Linked DNA regions of Hordeum vulgare: region 2 is linked to region 1. Evidence: chromatin contacts called from public Hi-C data. All regions are on one chromosome and are shown on one strand. The core of a region is the stretch at or near the end of the contact, and the rest is flanking DNA. Distances in the headings are between cores, read along the strand shown. Region 1 has its middle 240 kb from the start of LOC123404808. Region 2 holds the start of LOC123404808 (growth-regulating factor 4-like).

What was found. A called contact is a pair of places that touch in the nucleus more often than the background predicts.
Region 2: a contact with region 1 is called in a Hi-C map of leaf, with 3 times the contacts expected there. The contact joins the promoter of LOC123404808 here to the enhancer-like site in region 1. A contact is called at or near these places in 2 of 6 Hi-C or Micro-C datasets (leaf and seedling) and 1 of 1 datasets of contacts at active chromatin or transcription factors (embryo).

What each region holds. Positions count from the first base shown.
Region 1 is chr6H:459,426,354-459,431,843 of MorexV3_pseudomolecules_assembly, forward strand. No RefSeq gene overlaps it. Among protein-coding and RNA genes, the nearest start is that of LOC123404808, 240 kb to the right of the region's middle. Within about 2 kb of position 3,323, at least 3 of the 3 cell types and tissues checked have open chromatin away from gene starts, as enhancers often do. A contact at or near this core is called in leaf and seedling, where this site is marked.
Region 2 is chr6H:459,668,968-459,674,973 of MorexV3_pseudomolecules_assembly, forward strand. LOC123404808 (growth-regulating factor 4-like) reads right to left here and starts at 3,842. Exons shown (of 5, transcript XM_045098756.1): 1 at 3,383-3,842; 2 at 3,058-3,276; 3 at 2,826-2,836; 4 at 2,268-2,649; 5 at 267-972. The coding sequence starts at 3,498. The coding sequence ends at 510.

The DNA.
Region 1 (5,490 bases), core at 2,073-4,572:
AACCATGATGAACATGAAAAAAAAAACATGATGATCAAAAGAAAACAATTCTACGCATAGTGGACATGTAATCATATAGATATGATGAAAGCAACATGCCTAGATCAATTGAACAGTACTAATGATCCATACGCAATCCCTAAGTGAAGGGATAAGAACACATATGGTGCAGTGGATGAAAAGGCATTCACAGTCGCGGAACCATCACCGGCAAGTAGCAACACTCACAATCATAGTACCATCGCCCTCGAGTACCATCACTCGCCGACTCACCTGCACCCCCATACCTAAACCGTATGTGGGCCGGATACGGAGACGCCCGGATGCATCCACCACATCGGATTGGCACATGTGACCGCCAAACACCCATGTGTTTGACTTGCATCTCCTCCGATTTAGTTGAGAATGCATTCATGTAGCCTCTCTAGCGCGTCGCTGGAGGGACCAAATCCAGCTATTTAAGCCGGATGGTAAGGCAAGCCTATCCATGTCCCCATTCTTAACCCTCCCTTCCATACTGTCATTGCCCCCTCATATCCCTATTCCACTTCGAATCTGACATTACCATCCATCATCCCCATCCGACTGCCGCCATGGTCCGCAGCAAGGCCACCTACAAGTTGCCGAGCGCGGACGATCGTGTAAAGATCCAGGCAAAGATGTGCTCTACGAGGAGCATCGCACGCACACATTATGGTTGGCCTATCTCTGAATAGTTAAGACGAGGAGGTGCCAGAGCAAGAGGATGTGGAGGCGCCAGAGCATGAGGAGATAGAAGAGGCGGAGAAGGAGGAACAGGATAAACCGCCATCGTACGAGGAGAGGTATTCATGTGGGAGCAATCCAAATTCGGGATGGCTCGTGCAGTTCGAGCTTGCCAAAGCAAAGGGGGCTACGAAGGAGAAGGCCATCCTCGAGTCCATCCTTTTCGAGGCGAGGGTGGAGGCAAACCGCCTCTTCTCCCACGAGGCGGATATGGGGCTCGGTGAGACCTTCGCGTCTTAGGAGAGAGAGGAGAAGGTACCCGGTTTCACCTTGCACCAATGACCATGAGGCCGGTGGCTCAGGCACGAACGACATCGGCATATCTGATGACAAGTAGCGTAGTTGCTAGTTTGCTTTTTTGGAAAAGGAGGTTAAAACCCCTGTCCTGTGATGCACACAACCATCTTTATTTATTATTCAATATAGGTCTAACAAAAACATACATAAAGCCATCCTAAGTCACCACTCACACCTACAAAACTCGATAATATGAAGTGCTCTCACTCCTCATATCTAAAATCAGTGCCGTCGCCGATCCATACACGTAATGTATCGGAATCAACACCCGGTGCAGAGCGTACACCACATGCACAAGTTTTAGACGACCTCATCATCATCGAACCGCTAACCCATCTTCACGAGAAAGATCTGCATCATCCTTGCGAGTCCGTCCATCCGTCGACGCCACCACGACGCCCAACGACGCCACTGCCCCACGCTCATCTGTCTAGACGCGAAGATTCTGGAAGATTTGTCGTGTGTAGCACCTATCAACCAGGCATGACACAACGTAGCACCTATCGTCGAGGCATGACTTGACATCTCCACCGAAAGCTTTGTGCAAGACGAATCCACTCCACCTCGTGCCACTCTCTTCCAGCTGTGCTCCACAAACGACGCTCCCGAGAGAGAAAACGAGACCGTGGTATCGCCATTGACCGATCCGGAAGACCAAATCCTAGGATTTCCCTGAGAGCACCACGAGTGGGTCGAGAGTAGTTACACGATGATGCCTTCATCAAGGTAAAGAGGCATAACGCCGCCATCTGATGCCATCGGCTCGGTTTTCACCGGTAACTATGTCTTCCTGACTTGCAGCCGGAATTAGATGTCGGATCTCGAGATTTGACCATCCAGCCTCAGGCCGACCACTTTCGACGGAGGAGATGACCACCACCGTCACTGGCACCGTCCAGATCAGATCTGATTGGAAGCGTCACCGACCAGTCAACCATGGCCATATCTCCTCCTGATACTCCTTCCCAAGAAGCCATCGGAGCAGCACCGAACTGCCAGGAAAAAGGAAGACCGAAGAGAGATCTTGCGCCGCCGGTCTCTCCACACCGTGGGGCTACAGCTCAGATCCCCGCCGTCCCCATCACCGACGACGCTCGGGCTTAGCAGGCGCACGTCTCTCGGAACGGTGAGGTGGACTAGAGGGGGAGGTGGCGGCCCCTGATCGCCTTTATGAGAGCGATACGAGGGAGGCCTCTCACATATAGGGCATCATGTATTTCATTGCTATAAGATCAAGGGAGTTGCTAGTTTGCTAGTGGCTACTTTGTTCTATGTACGTAGATCGTGAATGATGCATGACATTGTGTGAAAATGGGGATCGTAAAATGAAAGTGTGGTTGTGATGTGTGAAATATGAGGGGTGTGTTTAACCGTTCACCTTTTCTAATGTGATTGTAGATGCCCTAACCTACTCACGAGAGGAAGGGAGACGGTCGTCCGTCAGGGAAAGGAAAGCAACAGTCGTGATTGGTTAAGTTTCATCTTTCACTAGCATCATAGGACTAAAATTTTCATGCCTTTGTTATGCATGGATGGGCTATATGGGCTTTCAAATTCACCCTAAGAATTAATTGGAAATAATAATCGGCCAGTCCTTATAATTTCAACATGTAGCCATTATTAGATGTGAAATAAAGCATGCCATATGGCCTTTCATAAAAAAAATTGGTACATGTGTCAGAAAATCACGCGCTCAGTTCTTTCAGTTTCTCACCGAACCAAGGTAGGACTATCAATTACCCCTGTTCACTTTTCTTGAGTGAATATTTATGTATTCATATTCATTGACTGATTTTTCTTAGCAACACATTCATTGACTGCTTAACGTTTGGTCCGATCTTTTGGCCTTTACCATGGCAAAGTGGGCCAATAATGGACTGGACCAACAATAAAGGTTAACTCCTGTAATAAAGAAACAACAGAAGGTAACAGTTTGGGTGGCCCCTTCGCGCATTTCTTTTGTTTACGAAATGACTCTCGCGACAAAGAGAGTTATTTCGTAAAAAAAAAGCGAAATGACTCTCGCTTCATTCTTACATACACAGTTGTCATTCATACATACACATATCTACACAGTCTTCTACAACTAATCTACCAAGGCATACATACTGAAAAACCATCACAAGGCGCCAATGTGGTCACACGTAGCGACGTACACGCGCACAGTCTCCACACGCGCCGGAGGGTACACAGACCCACTTCGTCCGCTGCCTACACAACAAGCCAATACGAGCGCAAAAGTATCGAGTCACAGGCAGCTCACAGGAGTCACAACAAAACCCGTGAGATCATTGCAGAATCAGCACCTCGCTTGTCCTGTACCGCGCAGCGCCAAGGGGCGCCGATGTCGACAGGATCCTAGCATATACATAGTACTCCCTTCGATCGGAAATACTTGTCCTAAAAATATACAAAATAAATGTATTTATAACTAAAATAAGTGTAGATATATATCTATTTTTAGAACAATTATTTTCGGACAGAGGGAGTAGATAGTACAACCACGTACGTACCCCCGAGCGCACGCGGCCTATTTTTCACCCCTTCCTGCAGCTGCACCCATCCATCCGTCCATCACAAGGGGTACATGGGGTGACCACCGTCCCACTTGAATCGGGACGAGGCAGCGACACTTCGTCGTAGCGTAGCTGGATGCCACCGCGTCCTCGCCCCCTTGCGTTGAACCAGATCCAGCTTCTTGCGCGAGAAATGGCATGCACTGTACCACGGATGCACGATCTGTTTTCCGGGACCGAGCGTGGTTTTATAGTCAGCAACGCCCAAAACATACGCAGACAGGACAGGAGCCTAACACAGGACCAGCCCCAGTATCCGATCAGGTCCCCGTTCCTACAACCAAGACCGCTGGTACTGGTTGTACTCCCTCTCTTTCTTCCTCTTTTTTGGCAGTTGTTCATTCACTCTGTTATTAACTTCGCCGCAAGATGCGAAGCCGGCCGTGCAAGCGAAACGGCATCGCCACAAAGAAGTGGAGTCACGTGCGGCGGCCGACGTTCTCATGTGCGCTGCCCCGGCCGGAGGTGCAACGCGACCGGACGCACGGCAAAGGCGACGCCCGAAACCCACCGTGCCGATCGGCGCCACGAGTGACGGTGCTTCCCCGCGCGGAGCAGCGAAAAGGACGGTACGAGGTGGCACGCCTCCTTTGCACCGGCTCGGGGTGGCGGTGGGGGCATCGCATCCGGCAACGCTTAGCTCGCACGACACATGCCGCCGCCGGAGCAGCACGGGGAGGGAGGAGAGACACGGGGTGGTGGTGGCGCCTCGGGTGGCCCCGCACACCGCACGCACAGCCTGTTGCTCATCCACCAACTTAGGAGGCTCAAGCTCTGCGCCAGTGCAGATCCAGCCCCAGCCCCAGCCCCCAGCCCCCAGCCGGCCGGTTGTTGCGCTGCAACCGCTGCTGCTGGTACTCTGATTATTGCTCCATTTCCCGAAGCCAACAAGTAAGATCGTCCCCCGCAACAACAAAAAAAAGTAAGGGCGTACAGTCGACGTCTCAAAACCTGGTCACTGACCGATAAAAAATAATCTGATTTGGACAAATGCCGCAAACTGGTAGTTGCCCGACCCTCTTTATATCGAGTTTAAATATGGAACAGATATAGTGTGTTCCGGACGTGTTCGGTATGTCGGTTCAAGACAACCCATCCGAATCCACATATATTCCATCTCATTCAATTTTCGTACCAAAGCCTAGCCGCTCCCCTTCAGTCCATCCCGTCATCCAAGCCCGTGTTTGGCGATCTCCGGTCTTCTCCGACATGACTCGCAACGGAAGAATCTGAGTCTTACACCTTCAGGTCCGTTGACCCCGAGCTCATCCCGCACGACCCTAACGAGGAGATAACCGTCCGGCTTGCGCTCCGCCGCTCCCGGTAAGAGGTCGCCCGACGGCAACGCCTGGACTTTTGTCACTCGAAATCCATTGTGTCCGCCCAAATGGAGCATGGATCCGGCGCGAGGTGTGCAACCGTTGCCTCACGGGAGGCGGTGTGGGCCGTCTGGCGTCCGAGCGACCTGGCGGATGTGCAACCCCTTTGTTGGCGCTCCTAGACGGAGGGGAACACTTGGGCATCGTCAGAGACGAATATGGAGCGACGTGCCCGCTGTGCGAGGTAGCGGGCGCGGGAGACGCGGCAACCCTTGCGACGGTGGACGTTAGCGAGGCGGAGTCGCATTCTCCGACAACTAGTATGGTCCATCAGCGCGAGCGCCGCAACCGCGTCGTGTTGGACGTTGTCGGCTCCTCCGAGGACGGGTCCATCATTGACCTCACGTCCACCAACATGTGAGGGTTTCCGGCTCCGACGAGGAAGAGCAGGGCATGGGAGACGACGATGCGTGGGCGGGTGTGTGTGTCCCATATCCTACTCCACCTAGCCGGCAATCAGACCAACAACCCGA
Region 2 (6,006 bases), core at 2,592-5,091, 240 kb after region 1:
GCAACGGATCCTGCCGCGTGATCGTGTTCGGGGAAAGGGAGCCGACCCACGCCCCACCCCCACCACAACTGCTCACCTGTGCACCACAGCTAGTTGCCACATCTGGGGAGAAGAAAAAGGAACTAGGATCTCATCCTCTTTACATCTGCAAGCAAGCCACCAATGTCATGATGAAGCTTTCGTCTCAAACGTCAACCGAGTCAGTTTTTTCTCCGATAATAAAGCGAGTAAGCACCATGTTAGCTAGTTAGTTGAACACGTATAGCTCAAGGAAAACGATGCCAGGATGAAGCTTTTCATTCTTGTTCTTGTCGGTACAAATCTCACACGGCAAATACTGATAAACTATAGAACCATATAAGGTTGAGGTGCTACGGCAAGCACAGTGGATGGCTTCGAGGGCCAGCAGAACGATCCACATTCAGTTCAAGTCAGTTTTCAGCCGGTGTAGGTAGTGTCAACTTATGGAGAAAGGGGACGACGACCACGACGAAACTGATGCTACCGGCCTAGTACATCTCACCGGCGAACAACATACTGTTGGGCGACTGGGAGCTGGCGACGGAGAAGTCGGGTATCGACATCGACAGCTGGGTGGCCGAGAAGGAGGCGAGGCTAGAGTTGTCATCCGTCAGGTCCGACCACGAGTCCCTCGCCTTGGGCCACTCGTCGAAGAACGGCCGCAGGGTCTGGTTGTCCTGCTCCATGGGGTTGATGGCGCCGCTGTCGAAGTCGCCAAGCGGTTGCTGCTGCTGTCGCTCGGCCTTGGCAGCATTGCTGTTACTATTGCTGTTGTTGTTCTGACCCAATTCACTCGTTGCCCCAAGCTGAGGAGGGTAGCTTGGGAGCGGGAATGTGGTCGTTTCAGACGATGGCGGCAGGCACCATGGGCTCTCCATGGAGGTGTTGATGGCTTCTGTGATGAGCTTACTGTGCTCGTCTGCCAAAGATCCTACTCCATATGCGGTGTACCTGAATTTTACAGTAAATACCAAAGGTTAACCGGGAATGTGCATATGAGGAAAAATCATAAAACAAGTATACAGAAAAAAGTTTTTTCATCCTTGGTCTGCAGATCAACGAGTCATATCGAATAGTGCAAAGTTGTCATGCAATGCCCAGTGCACTGTTGTTAGTATGATGAGAGGACAAAATCTTCAGCACAGTTGTACAGAACTAGTGCTCTAAAATTTGTAAGGTTTTCAGGATAGATCCAACTTTTTGATGAGGTGCTCAGTACTCTACAATCCAACTTTTATGTGTGGGACAAAACAATATACAATCTCAACGGCCTTTCAGGTTAGACTATATATTCTTTTCTTTTTCTTTCGAAAAGGATGCATCGTCCCGTCCCGGCCTCTGCATCGAGTGATGCATGCAGCCATTTAGACTATATATTCTGAATGTTGGTTAGACTACATATTCAGTTGCCCACGAACGAAATGAAGAATTATTGCAAAGTTACTCGTACGCAGTACAATATGTACAGCCCGACAAATCATGACACAGGAAACCCTATGTTTTTTGAAGATAAATCAAGCAGTTGTACAGTTGCCCTGGTAGGAACAAATAATTGGTATACGGATGGAAAGAGTGGGGCTTCCAGCACCACGCTGGCCTCTTCAGAGATAGTGGCGACCGGTATTCAGAGATAACGCAGCTAAAATGACCCAAATCATTGTGGGCAGGCAGGCCCTAACAGAAACAACAACTGGATGGATGCTGTAGAAGAATAAAGAAGCCGAGTAAATGGCAAGGGAGGCCAGGCACTACAAGCACTGCGAGACTCTGCGAAGACAGACCACAAATGTGTTGTGCATCATCCATTTTCATCTTAATACCACGGACAGCAGTCCGTGCTTGAAACTTAGCCTGCGCCAAAGCCAAGTGAAATACCCTGCACAGCAGTGGAGGTTCCACCTGAGCAGAGATCTATCGTAGGGGCCGACTGTCCCCGGGTTCCCAATCTAAAATCTGATCCCAGAAAGTAAGCAGAAGCAGAGATCTAAAGGCTAAACGCAGCAGAAAATGTGTTGCAGTGCAGAGAGTAAAAAAGTTTCAGTTATACTAGATGCAATGCATATCGCGCTTGTTGCAGGCGGAGCACTGTGCATGGGAACAAAATGGGACGCAGAAATTAGAGGACCAAAGGTATCTATCTTGGCTTGGCCGTCTCCAATCAGTTGGAGGCAGGCATGATGACACCGTTAAAAAGACAGGGGCTACTGTGTGGCATGGAGAAATGTCATGAGCAGTGCAGTGCTCACCTGAAATCTTTGCATGTTCCGCCGCCGCCGAGAGCCGCGTAGGGAGCCATGTGCGGCTGAGGGGGCCCCAACGCGGAGGAGAAGGTGCTGGACATGCTGTTCCCCCCGCCTCCACCACCACCGATGGCGGGGTAGAGAGAGTGGCTCTGGAAGCCGGTGGCGAGGGGCGGCACGGCGGAGGCGGCCGGCGGCGGCTGGGAGTGGGGGACGAGCTGCGTTTCCACAGGCTTTCTTGAACGGTTGCGGCCGCGGTGCATGTGGCGCTCGCAATACTTGGAGTCGGAGAAGGCCTCCTTGGCGCACCGCCACTTCTTGCCGTCCGTGCGCCGGCACCGCCCCGGCTCTGGATCCACCTTCTTGCCCCGGAATAATTCACTCCTAACTGCACAAAGCCGGCGAACCCGATCGATCAGGGTAAAGCTGCATACATTCTTCAATCGAAAAACAATGGCGGCTGTTCCATTACTCAGATTTGCAGCATTAATCAAACGGAAAAAACAAAAGGGTTAAGCAGGCGCCGCAAGTCCTGTTGCTTTGGAATCAAACAGTAGCCCTCACCATGTTGTGCTTAGCTAAATCTTGACGAGAGAACCGGTTGGGATTAAAATAAACTCAGCACTTTCTGGTAGCAAATCCGGTGGCTCTCGTCTCGAATCGCGGATCCCGGATTAACAAAAGACCGAACCGAGTTAACAAATGGATGCAAAGTACACCCACGCCTGATCGGATGAATAAACAAAGAAGCAATCGCAAGATTTGCGGTGACGATGGCGGCAAGACAGGAGAAGGGGACGTACTGCCGAGGTAGTTGTGGTAGACGCGGGCGGCGAGGTCTTCGACGCCGCGGCGGATGGGGTGCACGAGATTCGACGGGACGGGAACGCCGGCCACCAGGTACTTGTATATGAGGGCCTGGTGCTCCAGCTCCTTGTACTGCGCTGCCGTGAAGGGCACCGGCCTCGCCAGCCACCCCCCGTCCGCCCGCGCCTTCTCCCCCGCGCCATTGCCGCTGCGCACAACAACACCCCATCGAACCACGTCGGAGGTCAGACACGACACAAGCAAGAAAGAGGAGGGGCAGGAGCCAAGAACCGGGTGGGTGGATGCATGCTTACGCGGAGAAGGGGTAGTAGCGGCAGAAGGGGAGGCGGGAGGCGGTGGCGGTGGCGGTGGCGGCGGGGGAGGAGCGGCGGTCGCGTGCCGGGGAAAGAGAGGCATACGGCATCGCCATCTTTCTCGGCCGGCTGTCTCCCTCGCGCGCACACAACACACAAGCCAAGCTAAGCTAAGCCCCTGTGCTTGCTTGCTTGCTTGCTTCCTCGCTCCCCCGGTGTCTTTAATGGGGTTCCCCGCGGGCTGGCCTCGTTAATGTGCTTTGCTTGGCTTGTGCGCGCGCCTTTATTACCGGCTTTGTCCCTCTCCCCTCTCTCTCTCTCTCTGGCTGCGTCGCTGTCCGCCTCGCTCGCCCGGAGGAGGCGAGAGCCAAGATGGATGGATGGGGGATGTGGACGAGGCCGACACGAGGAGGAGGAGGAGGCTGTGGATCCCAGCTATGCAAATGCAAGCGAGGAGGAGTAGATGACAAGCGCCCCTCCCTCCTCTTTCCATGTCGCTCTAGCGTAGCCGTACCAGGCTACTACGGCTAGTACGTATTTCTCCTCTCTTTTTCTCGTGGGGAGGAATGGATATGTATCATGGATGCGATGCGATGCAGGCACTGTAGCGAGTGGTGACAACTGTTGCATGGAAGAGAGAGAGGGGTGTTGCGGTTACCAATGCCGACTTTTAAAACCCGTCCGTGAGAGCTAGCTTCAACCGGACAACTTCATCCGTGTCCGTTTAGCTCGTCACGACAGAAAAGTCGGGTACACGATTCCAAACCACAGCGCGTACGTTTTTCGTTCATCCTTGATCCATTATATGTCCAAATTTATGTTGTAGACATACATACGGATTTATATAGACATAATTTAAAGAGATTTCACTAATGAACTACATACGGATGTATATAGACATAATTTAGAGTGTAGATTCACTCATTTTGTTCCGTATGTAGACTTCTAGTGAAATATCTTAAAAAACTTATATTTAGGAATGGAGGGAGTATATATATATATATATGGTCGCGCTATTCGTCACCCTGGGTGAGGAATAGTTATTCTTCACCCCTCCTCTATTTTAACACCAATGCACCGTAATTTTACGCTACGTAAATTTTGTCTTATTTTATACGTAAAAAGAGACCGTAAAAAAGTATAATCAATGTAAAAATATTTTATGTTCCGTAAATTACGGCCATACAGAAATAGTGCAAAAAATACAATAAACTCAAAAAAAATTGGTCTTGTGACCTACATTTTTGTTTTTCTTTTGTTAAATTTTACGTAGTGGTTCAATATAAACGTAAACATTTGTATTTTAAATGTAATTTATTTGTAAATTGATCGTAAGATTATCTCAGGTGAAGAATAAAGTATTCTGCATCTTGGATGATGAATAGAGTTTATATATATAAACTACTAGTTGAGCGTTCGTGCGTTGCCACGGAACGAAACAATTTGTAAGGGCAATAAGTCATTAAATAGTTTTTCTGTGACAAGCGCAAATGCTCAAACTATCTCTCGCTACACGGTCATCTCCTGTTAAACTCTGCCAAATTTCCGTCATCCCTCGTGGTTCTCCACATCAATGATTACATGGAGCATTCAGTTTGTCGTACAGGTAATAGACCAAACTATAACTATAGCGACATACAACGTGGATAATAAAAGTTGACAGCAACACTAAGCACCTCATGTTAACATGGATAATGAAGGTTTAGACATTCGACGACAATGTCTATTACTACCCTTTAAGATTTGGTAATAGGTGCCGTGATAAATCAAAAGTTTGAAATCATGCCCACATTCTCAAACCACGAATTATTACTTCCTGTTGCATAACTCTCGGGCGTGAGAAAAGAACATAATTATTTACTTAATTACCTTTTTTCAATGATTGCATTGCATCATGTCCATCAATCAAATATAAGAAAATACCATGCAGCATACCATAGAGCCATTTATTAGTTCACAGGAAGATGCCTAACGGAGATTAAGCTTAGTTATATGCAACAAAGATCACTAAACGAAATGAGTCATTGATACTATATGGCAAAATATATGGCTTTATTTCATGGAAATTGCTTTTGGAGGCCAAGTTCCATGAGGCCTCCAAATGCAAAAATCAAATTTTGTGAACATTGGTATTTTTACATTTCAGAAAAAATTGAAAAACAATACATAGATAGACAAAGGTATAATGCGCAAGTGTGTAAATTTCCAGAACTAAATACGTTGAAATGAGTGTTGTGCAAAAAAGACAAATATGAGGCTTTTTAACACATGATACTATTCATCTTTTCAGACCATGAATTTTTCTTCGCCTATCGGCATGACCATCCTCGATCAATCTTTGAGTATATATATGTTATTATGATTATCCATATATGTATGTATGTTAGCAACTCTCAGACTTGTGGCAAGCAGTAAAGGCGTAGGTCGCCGCCACGGCGGGCAAAGGAGCATTCGGAATGCTGCACGGCAAGGTCGGCGAAGGAGGCACGTCCGACGAGCATCTCGTCCCGGAGCACATCAAGGCCAACGAAGGAGACGTGTGCGGCAAGGATCTCGTCGCGGAGCTCGCCGAGGCGCATGGCGACATCTGCGCGCGTGGTGGTGAAGATGACCCGAGACCCTTG